Linked DNA regions of Mus musculus: region 1 is linked to region 2. Evidence: chromatin contacts called from public promoter capture Hi-C data. All regions are on one chromosome and are shown on one strand. Each heading gives the region's core, a stretch centred on a gene start, on an enhancer-like site or on the middle of the called end of the contact. The rest is flanking DNA. Distances are from core to core; before and after follow the strand shown. Region 1 has its middle 31 kb from the start of Atg4c. Region 2 overlaps Dock7 (dedicator of cytokinesis 7).

Evidence for each region. Capture Hi-C pulls out chosen DNA fragments and counts their contacts.
Region 1: a contact with region 2 is called in a promoter capture Hi-C map of adipose tissue. The contact joins two enhancer-like sites. A contact is called at or near these places in 1 of 484 Hi-C or Micro-C datasets (cortical glia), 2 of 115 datasets of contacts at active chromatin or transcription factors (both in embryonic stem cells) and 4 of 9 other capture datasets (adipose tissue, embryonic stem cells, liver and 1 more).

Annotation. Positions count from the first base shown.
Region 1 is chr4:99,161,736-99,164,613 of GRCm38.p6, reverse strand. No RefSeq gene overlaps it. Among named protein-coding and RNA genes, the nearest start is that of Atg4c, 31 kb to the left of the region's middle. Within about 2 kb of position 1,328, at least 120 of the 459 cell types and tissues checked have an H3K27ac peak or open chromatin away from gene starts, as enhancers often do. A contact at or near this core is called in adipose tissue, where this site is marked.
Region 2 is chr4:98,997,068-99,000,243 of GRCm38.p6, reverse strand. All of the region lies in intron 22 of Dock7 (dedicator of cytokinesis 7), which reads left to right. Among named protein-coding and RNA genes, the nearest start is that of Angptl3, 32 kb to the left of the region's middle. Within about 2 kb of position 1,768, at least 3 of the 459 cell types and tissues checked have an H3K27ac peak or open chromatin away from gene starts, as enhancers often do. A contact at or near this core is called in adipose tissue, where this site is marked.

The DNA.
Region 1 (2,878 bases), core at 79-2,578, 160 kb before region 2:
CCAAGCCTACCTGGCTGCTGCCAGGTAACTGTGTGGGTGGAGTCCAGACAGAATACCAACAATATGCATGCCTGGTGTCCTCAGAAACCAGAAACGAATGGATGCTGGGTCCTCTGGATCTGGAGTTACATGTGGTTGTGAGCTGGCATGGAGTTACATGTGGTTGTGAGCTGGCATGAGGGTGCTGGAAATCAAACCCAGGACTTCTGGAAGAACAGCCAGCACTCTTAACTGTCGAGCCTTTTCTAGGGCCAGATTTGTTTTTGAAAAATGACTGTTAGACATTTATCTGTGGGCTGGAGAGATGGCTCAGCGGTTAAGAGCACTGACTATTCTTCTTGAGGTTCTGAGTTCAATTCCCAACAACCACATGGTGGCTCTCAACCACCTATAATGGGATCTGATGCTCTCTTCTGGTGTGTCTGAAGACAGAAGACAGTGTACTCACATACATAAAAATAAATAAATAAATAGCCGGGCAGTGGTGGTGCATGCCTTTAATCCCAGCATTTGGGAGGCAGAGGCAGGCAGATTTCTGAGTTCGAGGTCAGCCCAGTCTACAGAATGAGTTCCAGGACAGCCAGGGCTATACAGAGAAACCCTGTCTCGAAAAACCATAAACAAACAAACAAACAAACAAACTTTAAAAGGGAAAACAAAAAAACCCAACATGTATCTGCACCTTGCCTCAATACAGGTGGCAGCTTTGAAAGGGCAGCTCAGAAGACAAAGGAAATCCATAGAGAGGCAGCGTGGGTATGCTGGCCTTCCTCTGAGAAGCTATATGCTGGCGAGGTACCGCTGCTGCTGCTGCTGCTGCTGCTTCTGAGGTCCTCTGCTGACTCATTAGCATTGCAGCATGGACTCAATACTCTCCAGGGACTTTCCTGCCCTTCAGTCGCACTTAGGGACAGCTGAGCTTCCTGGATTAAGTAACTCTCATTTTCTGCTTCTCTAGTGAGCAGGCAAGTCTTGTTGATTTACCCAGCCTGTGTCATGTAAGAGAACTGAATAAATTCCATTTTTATTTTATGTATACATATGTGTGTGTGTGTGTGTGTGTGTGTGTGTGTGTGTATCCCCCAGTTGTCTTCATACTGTAAACTCCATGTGAACAGTAACTAATTCTGTTTGATTCCCCAAGATTCTACACGGTTTCTATTTAAGTGCTTATTAATAGATTATTATTGTGAATGGGTAAATGAAAGTTCAGAAACTTTGCCTCCTTAGTATTTCTTTCTGAGAACCAACAAATACAATCAAGTACTGAAAGGAAAAGAAAAGAGTTATGCCAGACTGTACTCACCGTGAATCACAGCCTGTTGATTCTGAAAGCAATCCCATAACCGTCAAACGTGTTAGGAGAAAGGAGAGATGGCTTACTTGGGGGAGGGGGAACATAAAGCTGATAATCACATACTTGTTTTGTGTTGCAGTACATACGAGGAGAAAGTCCAATATCCTACACCCGAAAACAGAGCCCGATTCTGGAGCTTTTCTGTCTCCTAGAAGTACGAGCATTTTCTGACGCCACTGTTGGCTAAGAGAACTGATTGCTTGCTTTATTGCTTCAAGACTTTAATGTAAGATAAATGACAATAAATAAGAGTCGGGAGACGCAGTTAAGAAAGAGTCAGATAGGGTGTGGCTCTTAGCGAGCGTGAGCTGTTCTCAGTATAATCCTAAACTGAAATCTCGCATCTTAGTTTATGTGAAGAACTTTGTGATGGATTTTATCCTTATACTGCAAATGAGGGTGCCCATTCAGAGGTTTGTGAAGTTGCTTACAGTATAGAACTGCTCAGTAGCAAGACTGAATTTGATAGCATTCTGCTGGAGATAAATCCTAGGTCTTTTTTTTATTTGGATAATGTTTCTGGAAACATCAGCTATCCATATGCCATTCAGTTTGCTGAACTCCTGGGCTGCTGCTCTCAGAGGCTGGAGGTCTGCCTGACAATCGTTATTTCCTCCCTGTTTTCCTTGGACTTTTAAACTTTATTTAACCTAATCTTAAGCAATAACATGCATGAAATTATGGGTTAACACATGAGTTTGTTTAAATGGATGCATAAAGATAAATATTAAAAATGTATCTGCTTATTGTCTAAAAGTGAATGAAAAAAAAGAAATAAAAAGGAAAGGAACAAGACTGATCGGTGTATGGTGGAGGAGAATGTTTATTATAGATATTACTATAGATATTACAGATAAACATAGCCAGAGGCAGGGGCATCTGGGAGACTCCAGAGTGGACAGGACCCTGAGCCACGTGAAGAGAGGAGAGAGGGGAAGGGAGAGGGGAGAGTTCAGGGAACCAAGTGAGGTAGCCAGGAAGCCCAAAAGAGAGTAGACTGAAAAGACCAGGTAATCAAAATGGCTGGATTATATATCGAAGGGCAGCTGACAGGAAGGACAGCCCAGTCCCTGTCCTGGAGAAGTTTAGGGTGGGAGGCATCCAGGAGGGCCCTGCAACAGGTAGGGACTGAGGGATGCTGGGAGAACCAAGTAGCCAGGTCCACTTTGATATGTTAATAACCATTTGCAGGTCCACTGTGATATGTTAAATGCGCACCTTATCCATTTGTCCTACGGTTTGACACTGTAAAGAAATTAGCTTACGCATTCTCTGGGTCTGTACTTCCTGAGACAAACACTGCTTCTGCAGTGCAGCTGAAGGTCTCGTTCCAAGGTGAGGCCAAGTGTGATGGTCATATTTATGGGCTAGCCTCCAGTTTAGAGGAGAGAAATCAAGCTATTTTTTTTCTGAGACAGAGGGAGGGAGACTGACTCACATTTCCTGAGCAAATTGCCAGTGCACCAAACAAGGAGCTTTATAAAAATGTTTCTCCCGTGGTCACTCAAGCCCTCCAAACAA
Region 2 (3,176 bases), core at 519-3,018:
CAGAGCTAGATAGCTATTTCTCGAGATTCTACCTTACAAATATCTCTTAATTTCTATACATTGTGCCTTGTTTAACAATTATTCTTTTTATATTTCTTATATAACAAAGATTTAGAATAAGGAAGTCTATATTAATTGGTATTCATTTTGCTTTTTAAGAAAATCACTAAGTGAAACATAGTAACAACTTGTCCAAATATATATGAAATTAGTATACACGTGTATATGTAGGTGTTTATACTAATTTCTTTTTTTTTTTTTTTATGTCATCACAGCATGTCTTAATTAAGTTTTCTTTCTTTGAGACACTGTCTCATTATGTAGCCCAGGGTAGCTTTGAACTCCTGGTCCTCTTGCTTCAGCCTCCCATGTGCTGTGATAACAGGTATGTGCTGCCAACTGAGATCTAATTAAGCTTTATTTTAAGTAGTTTTACATTTTTCATTTTCATTGAAAAATTGGTACGTTACTTTCATATTTTTCCTTAATGTTAATAACATACTTTTATCTTATAAAAATGTAAGGAGTCAAAATTTTTGTATGCCTATTCTTAATTTATTCTTACTTCATTGTCTAGGTTATGACGCCATATCTCCTTCCTTTAGAGGTGACATCTTTTGTCTTAATCGTGATCTTCCCATGAGTCTTCCCTCAGGACCAGTCACTTAGCCTTTATGGTTTCACTTCATGCATTTTGTCATCCTTATTTCTTTGTAGTGTCCCAACTCTGGGAGTTTGCTTTCCTTTTCAGCTTCCACTCACTTAGTCTTGTTTTCCTCAGGAGGAAAGAGGGAGGAGTTTCCAAATGTTCTGTCTTCCTCCTTGTCATCATAACTAGTCAGAACCAGTCATGTGTTCTTGTCACAATCAAACCTCAATATCTCTTTTTTTTCTCAAACTTAAAACCATCCTTAGAAACAATGGACTGGCTCTTCTGTGTCCTGAAAATGGCAGCTAGCCTCACCTGAAGTCCCCCGTGCTCCAGGCAGGCAGACATTCCGTGTGCCTTTCACTATTTCATTCTGCCATAGGTTATTGCCACAGACCACCTAATACCTTCTCCTTCTTAATCTTGACCACTGTGTCCTCCAGCTTTTGTCTTCTGCTTAAGGGAGATGTGAGGTTCCCTTTGCTTACAGTCTATTGCGTCTGCTTGTCTGTGAGTCTCCTCCTTTTTTCCGCCTACTCAGGATTCCCACTCTAGGAGTTCTTTGATCTCTTGTCCTGAATGATCAGTTCCCTCCTATATACTGAATCATTTTCATTCACAGACAGACAGACAGACAGATAGACAGACAGACAGACATGTTAGTTCTCACTTTAGAAATTCTCCCTGGTGTTCATGCTGCTACTTTGTACACTATTTTCTGATATTGGGGGGTGGGGGTGGGGGAGGGAGTGTATCCTAGAACCAGTGCTGGGATTAAAGGAATGTGCCATCATGCCAGCTCTGCTGTCTCTTAAAGTAGAGCCCATTATACTTTGTGTCTTGGTTCGTTTACTTTGTAAACCTTGTATCTTCAGTTCTTTTACTCTTGCTGTCTTTTAAACTTAGCTTTCCTGCTATCTCCCATCCAAACTGCACTTGTTAAAATTACAGTTGTTCTCCACTGTGCTAAATCCAATAGTTGTGTGTCCAAACTTGGATTTTAAAATTATTTCTTTCATCTTAACTTACGTTTTTATGTGTCTTTGTGTATGGTATGTGCAAGTGAGTGAAGATGCCTCTGGTAAGAACATCAAATGCTCTGTGGCTGAAGTTGCAGGCACTGTGAGCTGTCTGACTGAGAACCCAGCACAGAGCCTGTGCAAGGGCAGCCCCTGCTCTGAGCCTCCGGTCCAGTCCTGCCAGGATCTTTGACACAAATTCTTGGTTCAATTTGCTTGGCTTCTGAGACTCTATATTGTATTAGTGTTGTTCTTCAGAGTTTACTGTTGCTGTCTTTTCATGTTCTTCTAACTAAGTTCCTTTTCTGATAATCTCTTACTTTGGAAGCCTAGTGTTTTTTTATTGAGCGCGTTTATAAATGCTAGGTTAATCACCCCTCAACTTACTTTTCAGTACAGATCTCTCGCAAGAATTCCACTTACCTGTTTTCCTAAGTCCTTTTTCACATTGCACAAATGTTAAATGGAGAGCCTCGGGGTTTTCTATTTAGTTGAGTTTCTTTTTTCTTTTCTTTATTCCCTGGCGCCCACCCCGCCCCGTGCTGGAGATTGAACCGAAGGCTTTTCATGCCTTCTTACCATCTCTGCCATCCTAGTATAAGATGGCAGTGTGTCTCTCTGAATTAATGTGCTGCACTTGAGCTCTTACCCTGCTGTTACTCTACCTTCTGTTCACAGCATGAGGTCTAGGGTGTTGCTTTACAAGTTAAGATACACAAGAGAAGTGGAGTCAATTTTTATCATGTCTCAGCACGCTCCTCCTGCGACTACTCTCTGAGACCATTTAGGATTTTACTTAGAGGACCTCCTTCTAGTGAGGTCTGCCTAAGGTTCTTGTTAAATTCTTGTTAACCAGTGTTTTAGTCTCTTTTCTTTGCTCTGAAAAAATGTCACTACACAAGCAACTAGAAGAAGGAAGCACTGTCATTAGTTCACACTTGCAGGTTATGTCAAGGAGGTCACAGTGATAGGAGTGACAGGACCCTGGCCACCTCGTCTCTTTAAGAAGGAAGCAGAGAAGGAGGACAGCATGCAGGTCTCAGTTCAGTCTCCATTTTATACAGTTCAGGGTCTTCTGCCCAGAGAATGGCCCTGCCTACAATTCATAAAAGTCTCCACATATCAATTAGCACAGTCAACACAACCCCACAGATGTGCCCAGAAAGCCATCTCTAGGTGGTTCTAGATTCTGTCACGTAGACAATTAATACCAATCTTCATAGTCCACCCATTGCCAGTTGACACCCAGACAAATCACTTTTAAACCTTATCCTACTACCCTTTGACCCTTTAGGCTGTGACCAAGTTATAATATAAAATGCATTCACTCCAGCTTTTTTTTTAATTAGGTATTTTCCTCGTTTACATTTTCAATGCTATCCCAAAGGTCCCCCATGCCCACCCCCCCAACCCCCTACCCACCCACTCCCCCTTTTTGGCCCTGGCGTTCCCCTGTACTGGGGCATATAAAGTTTGCAAGTCCAATGGGCCTCTCTTTGCAGTGATGG